Regions from separate parts of the Hordeum vulgare genome. Here region 2 is linked to region 1. Evidence: chromatin contacts called from public Hi-C data. All regions are on one chromosome and are shown on one strand. The core of a region is the stretch at or near the end of the contact, and the rest is flanking DNA. Distances in the headings are between cores, read along the strand shown. Region 1 has its middle 7.4 kb from the start of LOC123449153. Region 2 holds the start of LOC123446700 (IRK-interacting protein-like).

Region 1 (6,634 bases), core at 2,384-4,883:
GAGATGGACTCGCGTAGATGAAGGTCGTCGTTTGGCGTCATGGTGGCGTCGATGGCGGAGGCACCTGCCAAGGTTGGTACCTTAATCTGATCTGAAGATGAATCAGTGAAAGATGGCGGCGACGACACATGTGAGTGCGTTGGACGGTTTTGTGCCCCGGACCCGGTATGTGGCTCGGTCGAGGCCTTCGATTTTAAATGTTAGGCTTATGTGAGAGGTCTGGGTATTTGGTCCAGCTTGCACCCCTTCATCATATGGATAGGAGTAGCGGCAGATGTTGCCAAGATGGTGGATTCAGACATATTGTTGTGCTATTTTTTTAAGGTCCTCGAGAATAATCAATAAAATTGCCGCATGTATCTTTCAGATGCAGATACCGGGGGTCATCCTCCTTTTCTAAAAAAAAGAAAGACGTCTCGTCATAGATGAAAACATTTAAAATAATATTAAACACTTGGTAAACCTGCTTTCAGACTTTCAGTTACCATTGATTAAGTTCCAAAAGGCAAATAACTATACACTCAGTTGCAGAAATACTTTTCGTGATTTATTTTTTTAACCATTCTCTAAATCATTATGCAATTGCACGCATTTCCTGAATGTAAGATTATGATTTTGTAGATCTGACATAAATGTAAAGTTTTATATATGTTCTTGTGTTTTCTTTACTGAAAGAGTCGTGGACAAACCATTAATGTAGGTGCAGGGGCTTCTTCGATGCAGTATACATTGATAAACTGTGGACTAGGCACTCTCCAGTTCAAGATGACCTCGATTGATGATATTTCCATTATCATTCATTTCATTAGTGAAGAGGATTTAGTCGATTCCAATAAATTTTAGTGATAGTTACTTTTTGTTGGCAATAGCAGTTGTAACAAACATTACATGCCTTAATAATATTTTTTGGTGTTAAGATTTTACAATATTGGCTCACTCGCATTGGTACTTTTATGTGAGGTTGTTTTTTAATCACGGTGACTAATCTTATTTAACAACAACACCTAATGGATAGAATAACTTATATTGTTGTCTGCATGCAACAACATGATGACAACAGTGTGTTAGCTTTCAAATGCAACTTGAGTGACACCACAGAATTGTGTTTTCATTTAACATATACTTACTTCATTTTTAAATATAAAACGTTTTAGATATTATATTATAGACTACATACGAATGTATATACACATATTTTAGATTGTAGATTCACTCATTTTGCTCCGTATGTAGTTCATAATGGAATTTCTTAAAAGACTTGTATTTAAGAACGAAGGGAATACCTTTTATCTAAAGAGATAAGAGCGTTTAGATCACTCTTATATTCTCTTATATTTCTTAATAAAGGAAGTACTTTTTTTAACACTTAGGAGTATTTTGTATTTGTGTGAATCTTATTGGTCAAGGTTTGAGACGTGTTGATGAGTTGCATAGAGGGAGTGCGGTCTCAACCAGTTCGGCACCGTCTGGACGCCAGGGTTGTTGGGACTTTATATGGAAGTGTGGAGCGCTGCCTACAGTTAATTTTTTTGGTTGAAGAATGGCAACAAAATTGCCCTTGAGCTCACGAGCAGATATCCAGTGTGTAGAGTGGAGGAGGAAGATAATTTCCACCCTTTCGTACGATGTCAGTACAGGCGGGATCTGTACCTAAGAATGGCCAACTTGTGGGGGCTCCCGGACATTCAGACCTTTGAAAATTGTGGTAAGGAATGGCTGTTGCAGGTGTTTACATCTAGAACTTGATGACGTGGTTCGTGAAAAACATGCGCCTTCAATGGAAGTCTCGGTCAGATTTCTTCAGACCTACACGGAGTCGGTACTGGCCTACAAAACTAATGCACATGTGGACCCGGTAAAGAGGAAAACTTATGTATCCTTTAAACGAATTCAGGCTCCTAGGAGGGACATGGAAGTGGTACAACGGGGGAGCTCCTACCTGTCCCTCATTGCGGCAGCCCCTGCGCCGCACATGGGGCGAACCGATTGGGCCGACCCAGTTTAATTTCTTTTTTTTCTGTTATTTTTTCCTTTTCTGTTTATTTTCATTTTTGTTTGTTTTTCTTTCTTCCTTCTTTTTCTTTTTTATTTGAAACAAACACACTTTTCGAATTTGAACAACAATTTTTAAAAAACATGAACAAATTTGGAATTGCGAACAATTTTTTAAAGCACAAATATTTTTAAAACTTGAGAACAAAGTTTTGAAAAAAAAACAATTTTGAAAAACCAAAAACAAATTAGAAACCGCAAACAACTTTCTAAAACATAAATAAATTTTGAGAACAAATTTGGAAACCGAGAATAATTTTCAAAAACATGAATTTTTTTGGAAGCATGAATATTTTTTGAATCTTGATAACAAAAATTTGGAAAACCCCGAACAAATTTTAAAGCGCAAACAAATTTTGAAAGCATGCACATTTTTTGAATTTTGAGAACAGATTTTAAAACCAAGAACAATTTAAAAAAAGTGAACAAATTTAGAAGTGCAATTTTTTTTTAATCTTGAGAACAAAATTTTGAAATACCCCAAACAAATTTGAAAGCGTGACGAAATTTTTAAGCGCAAACATTTTTTGAGTTTTGGGAACAAATTTTGAAACCGAGAACAATTTTTTAAAAAGGAACAAATTTGGAAGCACAATTTTTTTTTGAATCTTGTGAACAAACTTTTGAAAAGGAGAACAAATTCGAAGGCACGGACATTTTGAAATGGATAAAAAAAGTAAAACCAAGAACAACTTTAAAAAAACATTAACAAATTTGTGAGCACAAACAATTATTTAAAGCACGGACATTTTTGAATCTTGAGAACAAAATTTTAAAAGGAGAACAATTTTGAAAAAAAACAAACAAATTGAAAGCACAAGGAAATTTTTAAACCACGAACATTTTTGAAGTTGAAGATTTTTTTTTGAAACATAGAACAATTTTGAAAAATCGTGAACAAATTTGGAAGCGTAAACAATTTTTTGAAGCACGAATATTTTTTGAATCTTGAGAACAAATTTTGAAACAGAAAACAAATTTCAAAAATCCCAAAGAAATTTGGAAGCACGAACAAATTTTTAAAGCACGGACTTTTTTGAATTTGAAGAGCAAATTTTGAAACAGAGAACAATTTTGAAAAAACCCGAATAACTTTGGAAGCGCAAACAATTTTTTAAGCACGTCCTTTTTTTGAATCTTAAGAATTGTTTTAAAACTGAGAATATTTTGAATCTTAAGAACAAATTTTGAAACCAAGAGCAATTTTCATAAAATATAGAACATTTTTTGAAATTCCAATAATATTTTTTGAAAATACGGAATATTTTTGGAAACAGAAACAGAAAAGAAAAAAGAAACAGAAAGAATAAATAAAATGAAAAAGAAAAAAAAACAGCTAATGAGACCTTCTAGAAGTTTCCCAAACTGAAAAAAACCGGCTGAGAACCTCTAGAAGGTTCCAAAACCAGACACTGAAGCGCCGCTACCGGGTCAGACTGATTCCCCTCCCGCTCTGTGCGAAGCCTCGACACCGCTTCGCACAGAGCGGCAAATAGGATTTTCCGTACAACGGTGGACTAAGCCAATGGATGGATGGGCCAAACTTAACATGGATGCGTCCTTTGTCATGAGGGAGGATGCTGAGGGTGAGATGATCTTATGGGATTCTGCTAAAGAAAAAGGTTTTAGACGTGTGTTGTACGTATAAGCTTACAAGTTAGGAAAGACAGCCGGGGCACGTATGGTCATGTGTCGCTAATAGCGATTGCTACGACGTGTGTTGCTCACATAGCTCGTCCCCCCATCGGTCAATTTGGACCGGCCCGTCCGTATAGGTAGCTCCTAGAGCCTAGCGTATGCACTACGTTTTAATTTAATTTTATTTTCTCTTCCATTTATGATGTTTTTTGGTTTTCTATTGATTTTTAAATAACTTTCCCTTTTTATATAGTTTTCTCTTCTCATTTCCAATATATGGTTAACATTTTTAAATACACAATAAACATTTTAATATACGCTGAACAATTTTTATATACAATGAATATTTTTAAATACATTCGGAACAAATTTAAAATATACTGAACATTCTATAAATACATATTGAACAACATTTTAATATACAATGAGCACTTTTTAGTATACAATGAAAAATTTATCAATACATACTAAACCTTTTTTAAATATACAATGACTTTTTATATACAGTGAACTCCATAAAAATGTATGGTGATTTTTTATATATTGTAGATTGTTTTCCTAGTACGTACTGATTTTTTTAATGCACAATGAATATTTTATTTAGAAACAATATCAAAGAGAAAAGAAAGGAAAAACAGAAAATCGGACAGAATAAACACATAGAAGAAATATTTGTGAATTTGCAAAATTTGTGAATTTGAATAGATATTCTATGATTTTTCAAAAAGTAAAAGGAAGTGAAAAGTAAAAATAACAAAAGCAACAGAAAATAATTAAAAAGAGAACAAAAAAGTGACCAGAGAAGCAATAAAGAGAAGAAAAAATAATAATGTGGAAATCAACCAGAAAAATACTTTCCTGAGCCTTAGCCCATGTTCGACTAGCGTGGGCGACGGTGTGATACGTATTGCAACGTGCGATACATATCAGTTGCGCGGAGCACCGGAGTATCGGAGCAACTAGTTTATTTTTCTCGTGAGACGGGATTGTGCTTCCATAGTTCTGTTTCTGTGCTTCTCCGGAAGTGAAACACAATTGTACTCCCTCCGTTCTTAAATATAAGTTTTTTTAAATATTTCAATAAAGGACTACATTCGTATGTATATAGAAATATTTTAAAGTGTAGATTCATCTATTTTGCTTCGTATGTAGTTATTCAGTGAATTTTTTTAAAAGACTTATATTTAGAAACAGAGGGAATACTTATGCATGAAATATAATTATGTTTCATGGGAGAATAATACGTGTTTCTCAAAAAGCAAAGTACAATCGTGTTTCCGGATAAAGCATAATTGTGCTTCCATGATTTTTTTCAGTTTGTGTTTTTCTTGGTTTCTTTTTTTGGATTCCAAGGTTTGGCGTTTTTTGGTTTCTGTTTTTTTTCTTGGTTTCCTCTTTTGTGTATTTTTTTTCAGTCTTGATTTTTTCCCTTTTGACTTTAACTTTTCTGTGCGCAACAGAGTTGTGCTTTTGTGCTTCCTCAAAAGTGAATAATAGATGTGTTTTCGTGTGAAATACACACCATGCAAGTTAGTTTACTTGAAAGCACGGATTAGCAGAAGTTGGAAGCACAAATAAGTGCAAGCTGGAAGCACATAATTATCAAAAATAAGATCGTCGAAACCTATCAACATGAAATCTAGAATCGAACATCTTGATACGGGAAATACAATGATGAAAATGATTTATGAGTTGGATGCATAGTTCAAAAGATAAAACCTAAAAGTGAATATATGAAGGAAAAACAAATAAAACAATGCATGACTCCCGTATGTGAGAAGAAAATCCCAACAAACTCCTATGTTGTGACAAATGCCACACATGCAATGCGCCACTTGTCATGATCACACGAGGCGAGAGTGATCTTTGCAAGAAGTACCCCCTACCTATTTAGTGATTTCGCCGAAGCACCTGTTCGCATCCATACGAAGCCTTTCCTATCTCAGCTTTGACTTGGTGGACTTGCGTCTTGTGTGCCACCGTCGTGATGGTATACATGCTCATCTCGACCACGCAATTATGTCCCAAAACACGATCATGCAAACCCTATTTGATTATCGGCATATCTCTCAACCAGGCTTCGTGATGCAATTTTGGTGAATTTGGTTACTTATGCGTCCATCTAGGCCTACATAACACATAACTCAAGGCAACACGGAGTCTCATTTTGGAGGAACCACCATATTGGACATTTCGAGCAAGCCCGGTCACAACGTTCACAAGGAGGGCATGTGGCTGGAAGGGGATGCACGCGCATGGACGAATGAAAGACGATGCGTTGTTTCCTGAAGCGGTGTCATAAATACACTATCACTCACAAATGTTTCTTAAATTTTGTTGAAGTGGTCTCAATTCTCATGACTTGTTTTTTACCGCGTTTATTTCCACTGGTGATGAACTTTGATGCTTGATGCACATAATCTGCTATTTTGTTATAGCATTTACTTTAATCGATGACGAACTTTGATGTCGAGCGGATGTTGTTGACTGTCCACTAGGGTGTGTCCTTGGTAGCATGGTCAGAAATTATCGAGGGTTTGTACGGCGGCCTTATATTGAAGCTCGTTGTACACTAACAAAGTGGCACGATAATGATTTTAAATAGGTCTAGTCATCTCGTTGGAGCATGACCAAAGTTCTATGGGCGGGTTGACGAGAATGGTGCTCGGGGCACTTAGAGTGTAGTTGTTTCCAGTGTACTCCCAGCTAGTCCGAGCGTACAAGGTCCCTCGGACTCTAAGCTCTCGACCTTCGTTTGCCCTCCTGAAAGGGGTTAGCAGAATGCTATTTTGTTGATGTGTTGGGTTTTTTCCCGAAGAGAAAGGGATGAAGTAGTAAATTAGCAATAAGTATTCTTCTGAGTGGAGAATCAAGGTTTATCGAACCAATAGAAGAATCATGCAAATAGCCGTTGACAATACCTACAGAGACAAGGATAAATACT
Region 2 (6,634 bases), core at 2,046-4,545, 400 kb after region 1:
GATAAGGTTTTTGGATTGTTTGAAATATGAGCAATTTACCAAAGGATTTTATTAAAAGAAAAACTAGGATAAACATAACCATCATAACTAAGACGGAAGAAGGCATGCAATATAGAGATGAAATGACAAAAGACATGTGCAAGGTACCTGTAAAAACCAAGGTACGTGTTATCTTCTCCGAGTTAAAACCAAAATTCAAAAAAGGCTTCTCCGAGTAAAACCTTGGTTTTTACTCGGAGAAGCCTTTTTTGAATTTTGCAAGGTACGTGTTATCCTATATATTGCAATATGCAAGGGGACAAACAAGAACACAAGACATGTTGCATGTGATGGATTGATGGGCTCCATGATTCTTCTTGCTCAAGACATACTGGGTCTTCCTTCACTAGATTTACCATGGATCTCATAAAATGTAGCTTTCTGTAATGGGATTTCATTTATATCATGTTAGTCACTTAGATGCAAGACATGAACATATTAAAGATGACTAACATGGAAAGCATGGCATGACTGAACGTACACATTATGTAGTGCAAAACTCATGCAGGGTTCAAATACATAAGAGTTATAGGTCAATGGCTATCATCATGCCAAATTTAAGTCTTAAAAATATGGTTACTTATATTATGATGTATTTTTATAACATATTTTTTATTTAAAAATTATCCTCATATAGCTGAAAATGTCATTATTGCGTAGAACACGAAAAATTACACAATATTCATATAAGGCACGTTTTTATCGGATGTACGGATTAAAAGTTACATCAGTTTTAATATAAGATAGTGTGACTCCTTACAGTCAGGCGCCACACAATGTAGTGTGGCTCCTTACTCTTAGGCGCCACACAACAAGGAGTGTGGCCCCAGGTGCCACGTTGGCCAGAGGTGTAACACCCATATTCTAGACGTTACATAGCGTAGTGTGACGCCCGATTGTCAGGCGCCACAGAAAATGGTCAGCTGAGTGGATTTATTTTTGAACGTAGTCCAGTTTGTGAAATTGTTTCGTTTAGAGGTCAATTTTGTCGATTTTGCCTATATTTGGTGAAGTCGGTTTGATGATGCACGTTGGTGTTACCCTTTTACGTTCAAGGATCCGTGGCATCGTTTTCGCTGAAAGGAGCACCCGCATGGCCAGTCAAGATCGTTGGAAGGTCCAATCAACAATTATCAGATTTTGTCTCGGGCTTGCGCGGCTGCCGTCATGACGGTGTAGCTTGTGCAGCAGCGAACCAAAAGATGATCACTTCACTTCAGGCTGAACGCAGAAATGTCGTTCGAGATCAAATAAATCTGAATCACAAGAGCGGAATTAACACCCCATATTCACACATCAATTGAATGCAAACCCTGTTTTTACCACACAAGTAAAATCCGTCCTCGTGTTTTTTTTTTTGACTATACCCTGCTACTCTGACAGCTCTTCACCGCATCCGTACCGCCACCATTCATATCGGTACAGCTACTCCCCAACCCCTCGCCGCCGTTGGCGCTGCTCCCGCCAATTATGTGGCTGCCGGTGCGGCTGTTGTTGTAGAAGCACACGACCTTGCACTTCACCACGCCGGCGCCGGCGACGTATACGTGGAACCCCGGCGCCACCATCATCTTCACGCTGGCCGGCTCCAGCCGCCCGGCGCGCGAGGCCGCGGCGTCCTCCATGAACCGCGAGTCGAAGCGCGCGCCGCGGTCGACGCGCACGACGGGCAGCGGCGGGTGCACGGACCGCGCCAGGAGGCGCACCCCCCACACGCCCTTGGCCGCCAGGAAGAAGGCCTGCAGCAGCGGCTCCGGCCACGGGCGCGCGCGCGCCCACCCGAGGGACGACACCACCTCGCTCATCTTGGCGTCGCAGAAACGGCTCAGCCCGTCGCTGTAGTGCTTCGTCCCGTGGATGAGCACCTCCTCCCAGGTCAGCGCCGCCACGGCGTGGTACGCCGCGAGGTTGGCCTCGCACCGGCCCGCTGGGTCCGCGGTGTGGACGTCGCCGTCGGTGTCCAGCTCGAAGTCCGCGTGGAAGGCGCGGTTCAGGAAGCTCTCGAGGTTGGGGCCGGGGCTCGCGGGGCTGCGCAGGTGGGTGGAGAGCGCGCGCGTGAGGTTCCGCACGGTGGCGCGCGCCGTGGAGACGGCGCGGAGGAACGACTCGACGGGGAAGACGGCGGCGGCCGGCGTGGGGAGCACGCGGGCCTCGAGGCGCGCGAGCTTGAGCTCCAGCTCGGCGAGGGACTGCTTCAGCCGCGAGGTCTCCTCCACCGCGTCGTCCCGCGTCCGCGTGGCCGCGGCGAGCCGCCGCGAGAGGTCGGCCGCGGCCAGGCGCCACTGCTCGCCCTCACCCGCGTCGCCTTCCGAGGCCGACGTCGGAGACGGCGAGGAGCGCGGGGTGGAGCGTCGGGTGAGGGAGACGAACAGCGAGCGGATAACGGCCCCTGGCGACGCCGGCGCCAGGGCGCGCTGCTTGAAGCGGCAGTCGGAGCAGGACACCGCCGCGACATAGGCCGCCGAGTCGGCGGCGCCGCCTTCGCTCCTCCCCCGCCGCGGCGTCTTCTTGGCGCCACCACCACCACCATGCCCGTGGAGCGGCGTCGCGGAGTGCGCGTACTTCTGGTCCAGCTTCTCCGAGGCCGTCGTCGCGACGCCGGCGTGCCGCTTGGTCTCGGATACCTGATGATTACCGCTTAGCATTGCAGCTCTGAAGCAAGCAAGCAAGCAAGAAAGGAGCATCCACGACCCAACTCGACGAACAGAGGCATACATGCATATCGTAAGAACTCACCGCAGAAGTGGAGGTAGGGGAAGGGGACGGGGAGGACACCATGGCTGCGGATCGAACGCTAGCGTCTACGGAGAAGAATGGCCTTTTGTTCGGTTGGGATTTGCGGTGGTCGGACGCTAGCGTAGGGAGGGTGGCTTTTGCCTTGCGGTGGTGGCGGCTGGCGAGGCGACAGTGCTCAGTGCTGTGCTTGCTGTGGTGCGCCGTGTTGGTTGCTTGCGTCTGTAGCCTCTACTGTGCGTGTACGTGGGACGACGTCTTTTCTTGCAGTCTTCGCTACTTCACGGGGAAGGGAACGAGGGCTCAGCCTAGACGCAGGCAGGCAGGACGACGCGGGACATGAATGCCCGTCAGTTCGGGTCGTTGGTGCGTTTAATGCTTCCCACACCCCGTCTGGACCATCTCTCCCTCCCTGCATTGTTCCTCTCTCTCGATCTCCATTTATCGCTCTCCTCTCCTCCTCTTCTCAGATATATTTTTCTGAAGGGCCTCTTCTCTCAGATTTTGCATCTCATGAGAGGAGATACACGTGTTGTATTCACTGCGCAAATACTCGTACGTATCATGAGTTTTTGAGCGGGCACATTAAGGGCAGTCGGCACGGCAGGTTGGGTAGGGAGGACACCATAAATCCGGACGTCGACCCATCTGCTGGACCGCCCCGCACTCTCCAACATGCTGCCAATGAATCCAGAATCGTGGCGCGACCCCGAGTCCCGTGCGTGGAACTGAATGCGGTGGATTCCGTCCTCCTGAGCCTGATGACATACAGTGGAGTGGAGAGGCGCCGATCGACCCTTTCCCGCCTCTTGTCACTTGTTGCGTCACTGCAGCTGCGACGACGTCTGCCGGCTGGTGACTTTCGCGAGGTGCCTCCAGGCGAGGTGCTACTCCGCCTGCGATTTTGAAGTCAAAGAACCCCTGCTCGCTTAGGCCGGAGGACCAGCCCAGCCCATGGCCACCGAGCTCAGAGCCTCAGGCTTGAGATCCGCCATCGCTTGGATCGTACTCGCGACGAAACCAGTCTCCTCGTGCCGCTGTGCCCGCCACAGGAGTTTAAACTGATTTGATCGAACAATTGGATTGTAGTGTAGTGTAGCAGCATTAGATCTGTGGGAGAAAGATTGCGACGGGGAAGCTGTAGTTTTCGCGAATTAAACCGGCAGTGGACTTTGCAGGTGAGGTGCGTCAAGGTAACGAGACCAGCACCTCGGTTTCGACTGGTTCTTGCCGTGACGGCGTGACCTTGAACTAGACAGCACTGACCCGGTCCAAGAATCAAATGGGGTTCGCCTTAAATTTGAAGTTAACTGCACCATGAGTCCATGACGGCATGACCCTGGACGAGACAATATATCGGGTTCAGGAGTCTTTGGGGGGTATAAAAGGACGGTGGTGGATCAAAGTGGCGGGGATGCACGTTACGGCATGCTGATCAACAACCTCAACCTCCGTATGGTCGTCCACAAAAGCTCTCTCGGTCACCAATGCTCGTCCGCATCTCCCCTCCATATGCATGGCGAGGCGACAGGGACGTGGATCCTCTACAAAAAATAAGACAGAGATTGCTAGCGCTGCATACGGATGGACAGCAAATAGTACCGCGGTACCGGCCGGCTGGCACCACGCGTGCATGCATGTACGCCCACAACCACAACCGTTCGCATCACATTATGTAGAGATAGCTACGGACTACAGTACGCGCCGATCAACCCCGACCAACAACCGCGCGCCAAGGCGTGCATCGAGGAAGGACTGGCAGCATGCAGGACGACCAGCTGCAAATTCAAGCGGATCACTGGCAGGCCGGACGATCAGAATTCAAAGCAGCGACGAGATCCGGGCAAATTAGTTGGCCGTGCCTGCCTGTGCCGCCCTTCCCATTTGCCTGGAACCGGGAGAGTGGGAGGCGCATGCCACCGTTGTGCCGGGTTGAACTGACGTACTCCTACATCCCCAACCGAACCGCATGGGCCGAACGGCGAGGCGCGGTGCCATGGCTCCGCATGGCCGCGCGGCGACGTACAGCCCCGTGCGCGTCGTGCCGCACAGAGTTTGGTGTGGTCGATCGTACCAGGCGCCAACCGAACCGCCGGAGTTAATGATGTAAGTGGCGCGGCCGGACGACGAAAGGAGGCGTACGATTCGGAGTACTCGCGGAGTTGCAGTCGCTCTGGAGCGGCGCCGAACGATCGGTCCATCGACCACTGTTCGTTGATCCAGTAGCAGTTGAGTCGTGTGGGAATTCGGCACATAGTTCAGCTGTGTGATCAGGACACAGGGAATGTAGGATCACACGATCGATCGAGCAATAATATGAAATACAAACAGGCTGCATGTCCGACATGCGTATATAGAACACGAGACCATAAATAAACAGGCAGTCATCACCAACCGTCTGTCATCCCCCACAATCCTTCCATAGCCACTGCCGGTCTATACACTGTCATATAGGAGTACAAACTTCTGTCAACTAGTAGAACGTTTGTGCCTTGTTACGACCTACAACACATATATATTAATCAAAAATTGTGTCTCAAGGTCGAAACTTGCTCCTCCCTCATATGTCTCAATGTGTCGGGACATCGAACGACACCCAACAAGCTCCCAAAATTTTAACCGTATGGTGTCTGGGTTTCTCAAATTCAGCCCATATATGGAGGAGAAATATATTCGTCCGAACTATTTGCGATGTTATCTCCAACACAAGGTCCCAAAAAGAACCCACGACACACCCTTTCATTTTCCCACCGGGCCCTCCCCTTCCCACTCGGTTTTCTGTCATAGTTGGACATTTCAAATGGTTCAACATCAATCTTATCTTAAATAGTTAATTGTCCATGTGTGTTGTAATGGGGCGTACATATTCAAATGGTTCAACTGTTGAAAATATGCCCTAGAAGCAATAATGAAATGGTTATTATTATATTTCCTTGTTCATGGTAATTGCCTATTGTTCATGCTTTAATTGTATTAACCGGAAACCGTAATACATGTGTGAATACATAGACCACACCATGTCCCTAGTGAGCCTCTAGTTGACTAGCTCGTTGATCAATAGATGTTTATGGTTTTCTGACCATGGACATTGGATGTCGTTGATAACGGGATCACATCATTAGGAGAATGATGTGATGGACAAGACTCAATCCTAAGCATAGCACAAGATCGTGTAGTTCGTTTGCTAGCGCTTTTCTAATGTCTAGTATCATTTCCTTAGACCATGAGATTGTGCAACTTCCGGATACCGTAGGAATGTTTTGGGTGTATCAAACGTCACAACGTAACTAGGTGACTATAAAGGTGCACTACAGATATACCCGAAAGTATCTGTTGGGTTGGTACAAATCGAGATTGTGATTTGTCACTCTGTATGACGAAGAGGTATCTCTGGGCCCACTCGATAATACATCATCATAATGAGCTCAATGTGATAAAGGAGTTTGCCACAGGATAATGTATTACGGAACGAGTAAAGAGACTTGTCAATAACGAGATTGAACAAGGTATAGGGATACCGACGGTTGAATCTCGGGCAAGTATCATACCGATAGACAAAGGGAATTGTATACGGGATTAAGTGAATCCCCAACATCAAGGTTCATCCGATGAGATCATCATGGAACATATGGGAGCCAATATGGGTATCAAGATCCCGCTATTGGTTATTGCCCGGAGAGGTGTCTCGGTCATGTCTGCATGGTTCCTTGACCCGTAGAGTCTACACACTTAAGGTTCGGTGACGCTAGAGTTGTAATAGGAATTGTATGTGGTTACCGAAAGTTGTTCGGAGTCCCGGATGAGATCCGGGAGGTCACGAGGAGTTCCAAAATAGTCCGGAGGTGAAGATTTATATATGGGG

The links. A called contact is a pair of places that touch in the nucleus more often than the background predicts.
Region 2: a contact with region 1 is called in a Hi-C map of leaf, with 4 times the contacts expected there. The contact joins the promoter of LOC123446700 here to the enhancer-like site in region 1. A contact is called at or near these places in 2 of 6 Hi-C or Micro-C datasets (leaf and seedling).

What each region holds. Positions count from the first base shown.
Region 1 is chr4H:500,822,653-500,829,286 of MorexV3_pseudomolecules_assembly, forward strand. No RefSeq gene overlaps it. Among protein-coding and RNA genes, the nearest start is that of LOC123449153, 7.4 kb to the left of the region's middle. Within about 2 kb of position 3,634, at least 2 of the 3 cell types and tissues checked have open chromatin away from gene starts, as enhancers often do. A contact at or near this core is called in leaf, where this site is marked.
Region 2 is chr4H:501,224,164-501,230,797 of MorexV3_pseudomolecules_assembly, forward strand. LOC123446700 (IRK-interacting protein-like) reads right to left here and starts at 3,296. Exons shown (of 2, transcript XM_045123257.1): 1 at 2,776-3,296; 2 at 1,315-2,663. The coding sequence starts at 2,817. The coding sequence ends at 1,401.